2 separate regions of the Arabidopsis thaliana genome follow, and region 2 is linked to region 1. The links are chromatin contacts, called in public capture Hi-C maps. All regions are on one chromosome and are shown on one strand. The core of a region is the stretch at or near the end of the contact, and the rest is flanking DNA. Distances in the headings are between cores, read along the strand shown. Region 1 holds the start of EGY1 (Peptidase M50 family protein). Region 2 holds the start of AT5G36160 (Tyrosine transaminase family protein).

Region 1 (4,064 bases), core at 149-2,648:
TTATTTATTAAAATTTAATAAAATAATATTTTTAAATATTTAAAAAGTATCACTTAGTAAAGTTTATTTTTTACTTTTTAGACAAAATTTTGTTTAAAAATATTTAAGATAATAATTATTCTTAAAATTATTAAATACATCAAATTTTAATTTATGATTTTTTTTTCTGTTTTAAGTTAAAAACGTTTTTCAGTTATTCTTAAATTTTAATGAGACTATTTTAGTAATTTTGTATATTAAAAATTAATTGTTTAAAAAGAAAAAAAAGAGAAGGTATTTTTCAAATGAAAACTCAAAAATAGGGCATTTTTCCAAATTTACTCTTTAATAAATCTGAAATTAATAAATAAATAGAATTAATTAATAAAACAAGTCCCGGCTAATTGAAAACAAAACTAAATTCCGGTTAAGAATTAAAGAAAGCTAAATATAATTAAACCAAACAAGTCCCGGCTTATTGAAAACAAAGAACCAAACATGTTTTTTAGGCATCATCAAAATCACTATTTAGGATCGTAACCGAACCGTTTCTAAACCGTAACTGTAAAATAGATTAGTAGGATTAAAAAGATATACTTACTGTAACTTTTAATTAACAGTAACAGTTTCAAACCGTATAGTTAAAACCTTTAAAATATAGTTGTATTTGTGTATATACAAAGATAAATATCGAATATTCCGATTTTTTTATTTATAATAAAAGTAAACCATACCACATATGAAGAAATCTATGCTAGAAAAAGATAGTTTTTTTTCCAAAGAAATATGTAGTAATGCTACATTGCTAAAAATCAAGATATTTTTGCCTACAATATACTTTTTCATCTTATTAAAGTACTGGATACTTGAACAATTTCTCAAAGTGAGATTTTAACCTCAAATAAATTGTATGAAACCGGTAAAGATAACTCGATGTAGACCTCAAATACTGGATACTTGAACAAATTACTTTTTCATCAAATAAATGGAGATTTTGCCTACAATATACTTTTTCATCTTATACCCTAACCGGTATGGTCTGTGCACGAATCTTTACGTACAGCTCTTAAAAGAAAGTCCAAAACCAACATGACAGTCTGATCATACATAAAACATTCCCTTTATGACTTAACCACTTGACCATCCATCCTCGCTTGGCTAAGTTTCTTGATTATTTCACTTAGTCATGACTCATGACTTATCCTTCGTCATTCAACCGATTCGAACTAAATCACTTAACCATTTATTTGAGGTGATTGATGATTCAATAGACCGGTATCGATATCGTGGAATATATGTGTCAATTGTATGAAACCGGTAAAGATAAACCGATATTTGAAGCCAAAGATAGTAAACCGAAATCAAAATGGCCAATGAAACCGGTACAAAACCGGTAGAAGATAATCCAATCTTTAAAGCGCTCCCACATAAACGTTTCCCTTATCTCTCTCTCTCTCTCCACTCCAATGGGGACTCTCACCAGCGTCGCTTTTGCCGCTGCCGTTAACATTAGATTCCGATCATTTCACCGGGAAAACATTAAGACAACAATTACAACTCTGCCCAAATGGCAAAAGAGACTCTGTTTCTCTTCTACAGAGGATTCTCATAGATTTAGGATTGCAAAGTGTTTAGGCAATGACGAAAACAGTAACAGAGACGACAGTATCGGAGAAAACGGAGAAACCCACAAGTCTTCGGTTGTTAAAACGGCAACGTTTGAAGAAGAAGATGAAGAGACAAGTAAGAGTAGCTCTACTACTAGCAGCAGCAACGAGTTCGGTTCCGACAAGACTTCAATGGTACACACACACACAATTATCTCTGACTTATGTTCTGTTTTGTCCTGTTTGGTGGTTACCAAAATCAAAAGCAAATCTTTTTAATGGAAAATTGAAAACGTTGAGTTCAAGGAAGGGACTGTAACACATTTTATGAAATTGCTCGATTTCGTAGGTTGTATTTTGGTTATTAGTATCAATCTCTTAAACACTGTGTTACTAAGAGTACAAGTTTGTGTCTTTTTCCTCAGCCATCAACTATTGATCCAACATATAGTAGCTTCCAAATAGATTCGTTTAAGCTAATGGAGCTTCTTGGACCAGAGAAAGTAGATCCTGCAGATGTCAAGTTAATAAAGGACAAACTTTTCGGTTATTCGACATTTTGGGTGACGAAAGAAGAGCCATTTGGGGACCTTGGGGAAGGAATTCTCTTTCTTGGGAACTTGAGAGGAAAGAAAGAAGATGTTTTTGCAAAACTTCAGAGAAAACTAGTTGAAGTTGCTAGTGATAAATATAATTTATTCATGATTGAGGAGCCTAACTCAGAAGGACCTGATCCTCGCGGTGGTGCTCGTGTTAGCTTTGGTTTGCTTCGTAAAGAAGTTTCGGAGCCTGGACCAACTACACTCTGGCAGTATGTGATTGCTTTAATATTGTTTCTTTTGACTATTGGTTCCTCTGTGGAGTTAGGAATTGCTTCTCAGGTACATGTTTTTCGCTAAAGCACGAACATCATGATGTCGTTGATCTGTTATTCTTTAATGCAATAATGGAAGTTACTTGATTTAACAGATTAACCGCTTACCTCCTGAGGTGGTAAAGTATTTCACCGATCCAAATGCTGTTGAACCACCTGATATGGAGCTGCTGTATCCATTTGTAGATGCTGCATTGCCTTTAGCTTATGGTGTATTGGGAATTCTTTTGTTTCATGTAAGTAAAAACTTATGTGTCTCTATCGTAATGCTTTTCTTTTTATGATGTTGCAGACATGTTCCTTGGTAGAATGATAAACTTTCAGTAATTCGTTTAGACTTGTTTATTTGCAGGAATTAGGGCACTTTCTTGCTGCAGTTCCAAAGAAAGTTAAGCTTAGCATTCCATACTTCATTCCAAACATTACACTCGGCAGCTTTGGGGCAATCACACAGGTAATAATCCTACTCATTTCTTTTAAGTTTATGGGACTTATCTCCTGTTGAACTCTAGGTAAGTCACATCTAGAAGAAGACATCTTTCTACGCTACTATGGTTCAAAATGCATCCATTTACTTCTCTTTCTCAATGCATTCGTCTTCCTCTAATGAAGTGTTTCGATAACGAGAGTATTGGCTAGTGTAGTAGCGTTAGTAAATCATTTTATTTGATTTGTACAGTTTAAGTCGATTCTTCCTGACCGGAGTACAAAAGTTGACATTTCGCTAGCTGGTCCATTTGCTGGAGCTGCACTCTCAGTTTCCATGTTTGCTGTTGGTCTGTTCCTATCTACAGAACCAGATGCAGCTAACGACCTGGTCCAGGTTCCCAGCATGTTATTTCAAGGTTCATTACTTCTTGGACTCATCAGCAGAGCAACTCTGGGATATGCGTAAGCTCTCCACAGCTAACGTCTGTTCACCCTAAACGAAAAAATCTAACTCCAATCTCCATTTCCATTTTCCTATTGATTGCAGAGCTTTGCATGCTGCAACAGTTTCAATCCACCCACTTGTAATTGCTGGATGGTAGTGTCTTATGCCTTGGCTCATGCTTCTGTCTTTCATCAGCAATCTTACTTTGAAATTTGATTGTTAGGTGTGGTTTAACAACAACAGCATTTAATATGCTTCCAGTGGGATGTTTGGATGGAGGAAGAGCTGTACAGGTACTTCCTTGTATATAAGGAATGGTGCATACTCTATTCGAAAACTAGAAACTTAATGTTGCTTAGTGAAAATTTGACTCATACCAAGAAAAACGCTTCTTCCAAGTCTATCTTGTCATTAAAACAATCCAACTAGTATCAAGTATGGAAAGTGTTGCAGTTGATTCAAGTGTATACTATTTTATAATCTTGAAAAGTAGTGTACTTTAGATGAAGTATGAACTGAAAAGGGTCTGAGATATTCATATAAGAGATCAAATTATTAATACTATCAATCACGTCTGAGACATATGGGCATGGTTCTTGTGCAGGGAGCATTCGGGAAAAATGCATTGGTTACATTTGGTTTGTCAACCTATGTAATGCTTGGACTCAGAGTGGTATGTTCAACTGTTGAAATATACCCTCCTTTAATTAGTGCTCTCGAACCTGCTAGT
Region 2 (4,695 bases), core at 1,222-3,721, 750 kb before region 1:
GAGTGTATCCAACGAAAACGAAACCAGTGAGTGGCTGATGCAAGGTACCTTCTTATCACCATTGATCTATCAACATATTTCCCAGTGAATCTGAATTCTTAGGGTTTTGATTTCTTTTGTTTCATTGGTGATTAGATTTTTATACATTGAGAAAAGATGTAGAAATAGCATCAGCTCGTGTTGAAGAGATTAGAGCTTCTGCTAATTTACAACAACTAGAACAAGAGATTACAAATCTGGAATCAAAAGCTACTGATACATCGTTTTGGGATGATCGTACTAAAGCTCAAGAAACTTTATCGTCTTTAAATGATCTTAAAGATCGTATGCGGTTACTCTCTGAGTTCAAAACGATGGTATTGTTACATATCTAAGGTTTATATGTTTATGATGTTGAGGCTTTGAGATAATGTGTTGTTGCTTGAGGTATAGGTTGAAGATGCCGAAACGATTGTTAAACTAACAGAAGAGATGGACTCTACTGATGTTAGTTTACTTGAAGAAGCCATGGGAATCATTAAAGAGTTGAATAAATCTTTAGATAAATTTGAGCTTACTCAGCTTTTATCAGGACCTTATGACAAAGAAGGTGCTGTTGTTTACATTACAGCTGGAGCTGGAGGAACAGATGCACAGGTTATTATTATACTCTCTTAGAGGTTTGTGTGTGTTTGTGATGTGAATTGAGGTTCTTTTAAAACAATGATAACTTTCAGTGCAGGATTGGGCTGATATGTTGCTTAGGATGTATATGAGATGGGGAGAGAAGCAGCGGTACAAGACGAAAGTTGTTGAAATGTCTAATGGAGAAGAGGCAGGGATTAAGTCAGCGACTCTTGAAATTGAAGGGCGTTATGCATATGGTTACATTTCAGGGGAGAAAGGAACTCATAGGATTGTCCGACAATCGCCTTTCAATTCGAAAGGTCTTCGCCAGGTAAAAATAAGGTCTATGAGCTCAAAAAGCATATGTGGTTGTGTGCTATGGATTTATATTGGTATTGCATGCAGACAAGCTTTTCTGGTGTGGAAGTGATGCCGCTTTTGCCTGAGGAAGCGGTGGGAATCGAAATACCAGAAGAGGACCTTGACATTAGTTTCACGAGGGCAGGTGGGAAAGGAGGACAGAATGTTAACAAGGTTGAAACTGCTGTACGGATTACTCATATCCCTACTGGTGTTGCTGTTCGTTGCACAGGTTTGTATTTCCTCCCCACTAATGTTACAACCTGAATGTCCCGTAAGATCGTGTTATCAATGCATCAGAACTGACTATGGTAGTTGATTAAGATCGCGTTGGATGTTGCAGAGGAGAGAAGTCAACTGGCGAACAAGACGAGAGCTCTGATCAGACTAAAAGCGAAACTGATGGTGATTGCGGAGGAGCAACGTGCTACTGAAATCAAGGAAATAAGAGGAGATGCAGTGAAAGCTGAATGGGGACAGCAGATCAGGAACTACGTGTTTCATCCGTACAAACTCGTTAAGGATGTCCGAACAGGTCATGAAACTTCTGATATCACATCTGTAATGGATGGTGACTTGGACCCTTTCATCAAAGCTTACCTTAAGCATAAGTACACCTTAGCCATGGCTTCTGCTGTAACCAATTAGAATGCTGAGGATAGGCTTGTTCCTTTATATTTCTCTACTTAGATAGAAATCATCTCCTACTAGACTGTTCAATTTTATAGCATAATCTTGAATTCCAACAGTCAATGTGGGATTGTGAGTCAAGTCTGTTTGTATCTAAATAAAACCGCATTTTGTTTTAAACAAAACGAAACATAAAACTAACCATAAGCCCTACCAAACCATATTAAAAACCATTGAGGGTAATAAAACTTCGATATCTTCCGTAACAATGGGTACTTGATTTTCATCGAAGTTGTGCTTCATGGAGACTTATACTTTAGTGAACAAATAATTCAATAGCTCCAAATGACCAAATCTATTCTTCAAAACCATCGAGTCCGTACTATTAGAGCTCACACTCTTTATCTTTTGCTTTTGTTGAGCTGATCATGTCTTGGTTTTGTCTTCATTTGCTGGTGACCGTTGGAGCTGTGGGCTAAATGGATTTGCTTCTTTGTTGGGCCTTATACTTCAGTTTGGCCCATTCTCATTTTGTCACATGGGATGACATCGTTTTGAGAAGCTTTGGATCTTCTTCTTCTTGTCTGATTTGGATCTTCTCTTCTCTCTTCTCTATTCTCCTTTGTAATGTTCCAAGAGGGAGCTGTCACTCTAATACTATTATGAAACGATTTATGCGTAACCCTAACTTTTTAAAAAAAATTATATTTATGTAGAATTGTAGATAGTGTTGCATACTTGCATGTAGTCAAAAATAAAATAAAAAAGAGAAAAAAACAAAGATACCCTAAACTCCAAAATCAGTGAGTAAGACATATCTTAAATTAAATGACAAAATTTGGCGTTTTCTCTCATACCAAAATAAATGAAATAGTTTACCAACGACAACCACACCAGTCCCATTCACAAACCATTCATAACCAAAATCGTCGGTGTCACATTTTGTCACGTCTCTTCTTAAAAAAAAAAAAATGGGAGAAAACGGAGCCAAGCGATGGAACTTCGGAGCTAACGAGGTCGTCGAACGATCTAACTCACTTACCATTCGTGATTACCTTAACACCTTAATCAATTGTCTCGACGGTGGTGATGTAAGACCCGTCATCCCACTAGGTCACGGCGATCCTTCTCCGTTCCCGAGCTTTCGTACCGATCAAGCCGCTGTTGAAGCCATCTGTGATGCTGTCCGTTCGACCAAGTTTAACAACTACTCTTCTTCTTCCGGTGTTCCTGTCGCTAGGAAGTAAGATTACTTCTTCTTCTTCGTTTTTTTTTTGTTTTCTTTTGGTATCTCTAAGGGTCTCTGTTCTTGCTTCTTGATTACTCAAAGACAATAATCTGAAACGTTGAATTGGTTAAAATCTTTGATTAGTGTATACTTTGGATCACATTGGCTTTTTGAGAAAGGATTGATGATTTGGTTGGTTCTGTTTCTCTACCTCAATAGGGCTGTTGCAGAGTACCTCTCTAGTGATCTCTCTTACCAGATATCACCAAATGATGTTCATATCACAGCTGGTTGTGTGCAAGCCATTGAGATTTTGATATCCGCTCTCGCAATTCCTGGAGCTAACATTCTGCTACCTAGGCCTACTTACCCGATGTACGATTCCCGAGCGGCTTTTTGCCAACTCGAGGTTCGTTATTTCGACCTCCTACCGGAAAATGGTTGGGATGTTGATCTAGATGGAGTTGAAGCTCTTGCGGATGACAAAACCGTTGCTATACTTGTTATCAACCCTTGCAATCCATGTGGGAATGTTTTCTCTCGCCAACATCTTCAAAAGGTGTACACTTGCTTCTTATTAATCATTCATTTGATATAGTGGAAATGGCTTTGTTATGGATTTGTCTTCTTTATATGGTGGATGAAGATTGCAGAGACGGCTTGCAAGCTTGGTATACTTGTGATCGCAGACGAAGTCTATGACCATTTTGCCTTTGGGGATAAACCATTTGTGTCCATGGCAGAGTTTGCAGAGCTAGTGCCTGTTATTGTCTTAGGTGCTATATCTAAAAGATGGTTTGTTCCTGGATGGAGACTTGGTTGGATGGTGACTCTTGACCCTCATGGCATCATGAAAGATTCTGGGGTTAGTAGTTACATTTTGTTTAGTTGATTAATATCTTGTCAAGAATGTATTTGTGATCAATCTCTGTTTCTTTTTGTCTATTAGTTTGTTCAGACTCTTATCAATGTTGTCAACATGTCGACGGATCCTGCAACGTTTATTCAGGTATGCATTGGTGTTGAATCACGGCTGGAGTTTTTCAAGAAAAATGATTTTGGTTTTGTTTTGTCCGAGGCAGGGAGCAATGCCTGATATCATTGGGAATACAAAGGAAGAGTTCTTCTCATCAAAACTTGAAATGGTGAAAAAATGTGCAGAGATTTGTTATGAGGAGCTTATGAAGATTCCTTGCATCACTTGCCCCTGCAAACCCGAGGGCTCAATGTTCACGATGGTAATGAATCGACATGAACCAGATTACTCATTGGTTAACCTCAAGCTCAAGCTCAGAGGCTAATCCATTTGTTGGTGCAGGTGAAGTTAAACTTTTCACTACTCGAAGATATCAGTGATGATTTGGACTTCTGCTCCAAGCTGGCTAAAGAGGAATCTATGATCATCCTACCAGGTAATATTATATAGTTTTGTTAACAAGTTGACAGCTAGGGGTCGTTAAAATAACAGATAATGGATGAGTTTCTTGTAGGTCAAGCTGTTGGGCTTAAGAACTGGCTACGTATCACCTTTGCAGTTGAGCTTGAGCTTCTCATAGAAGGGTTTTCCAGGCTAAAGAACTTTACTGAGAGACACTCCAAGAATCAGCCATGAGACGTATTAAGACTCTCTCTCTCTTTCTCCACAGCCAAAGCAAATTAGATTTTGCTGTGAGGCTATTTTACATACTATTGTTGGCTTTATAAAATATTTGCACAAACAATGAATCACTAATGCCAAGAAGCAGCCATGACCATTCGGTATCTAGCATTTTTTACCGTCAGATGGAAATTAGATTCCACTAGGATGTTATCAATTTTAGTATGAGAGGTCCTTCTTCAAATTATTGAAATTAGACAAAATGGTAAAAAAA

The links. Capture Hi-C pulls out chosen DNA fragments and counts their contacts.
Region 2: a capture Hi-C map of seedling shows a contact between it and region 1, with 3 times the contacts expected there. The contact joins the promoter of AT5G36160 here to the promoter of EGY1 in region 1. A contact is called at or near these places in 1 of 26 Hi-C or Micro-C datasets (cotyledon) and 1 of 3 other capture datasets (seedling).

Annotation. Positions count from the first base shown.
Region 1 is chr5:13,484,928-13,488,991 of TAIR10.1, reverse strand. EGY1 (Peptidase M50 family protein) reads left to right here and starts at 1,398. Exons shown (of 10, transcript NM_122913.4): 1 at 1,398-1,781; 2 at 2,012-2,467; 3 at 2,556-2,696; 4 at 2,813-2,914; 5 at 3,140-3,351; 6 at 3,437-3,487; 7 at 3,558-3,627; 8 at 3,939-4,007. The coding sequence starts at 1,446.
Region 2 is chr5:14,233,002-14,237,696 of TAIR10.1, reverse strand. AT5G36160 (Tyrosine transaminase family protein) reads left to right here and starts at 2,471. Exons shown (of 7, transcript NM_123007.6): 1 at 2,471-2,839; 2 at 3,044-3,383; 3 at 3,471-3,689; 4 at 3,774-3,833; 5 at 3,907-4,062; 6 at 4,143-4,236; 7 at 4,315-4,695. The coding sequence starts at 2,568. The coding sequence ends at 4,436. It overlaps HCF109 (high chlorophyll fluorescent 109), which reads left to right. Exons shown (of 7, transcript NM_180765.2): 2 at 1-44; 3 at 136-356; 4 at 433-636; 5 at 722-937; 6 at 1,012-1,198; 7 at 1,310-1,862. The coding sequence ends at 1,614.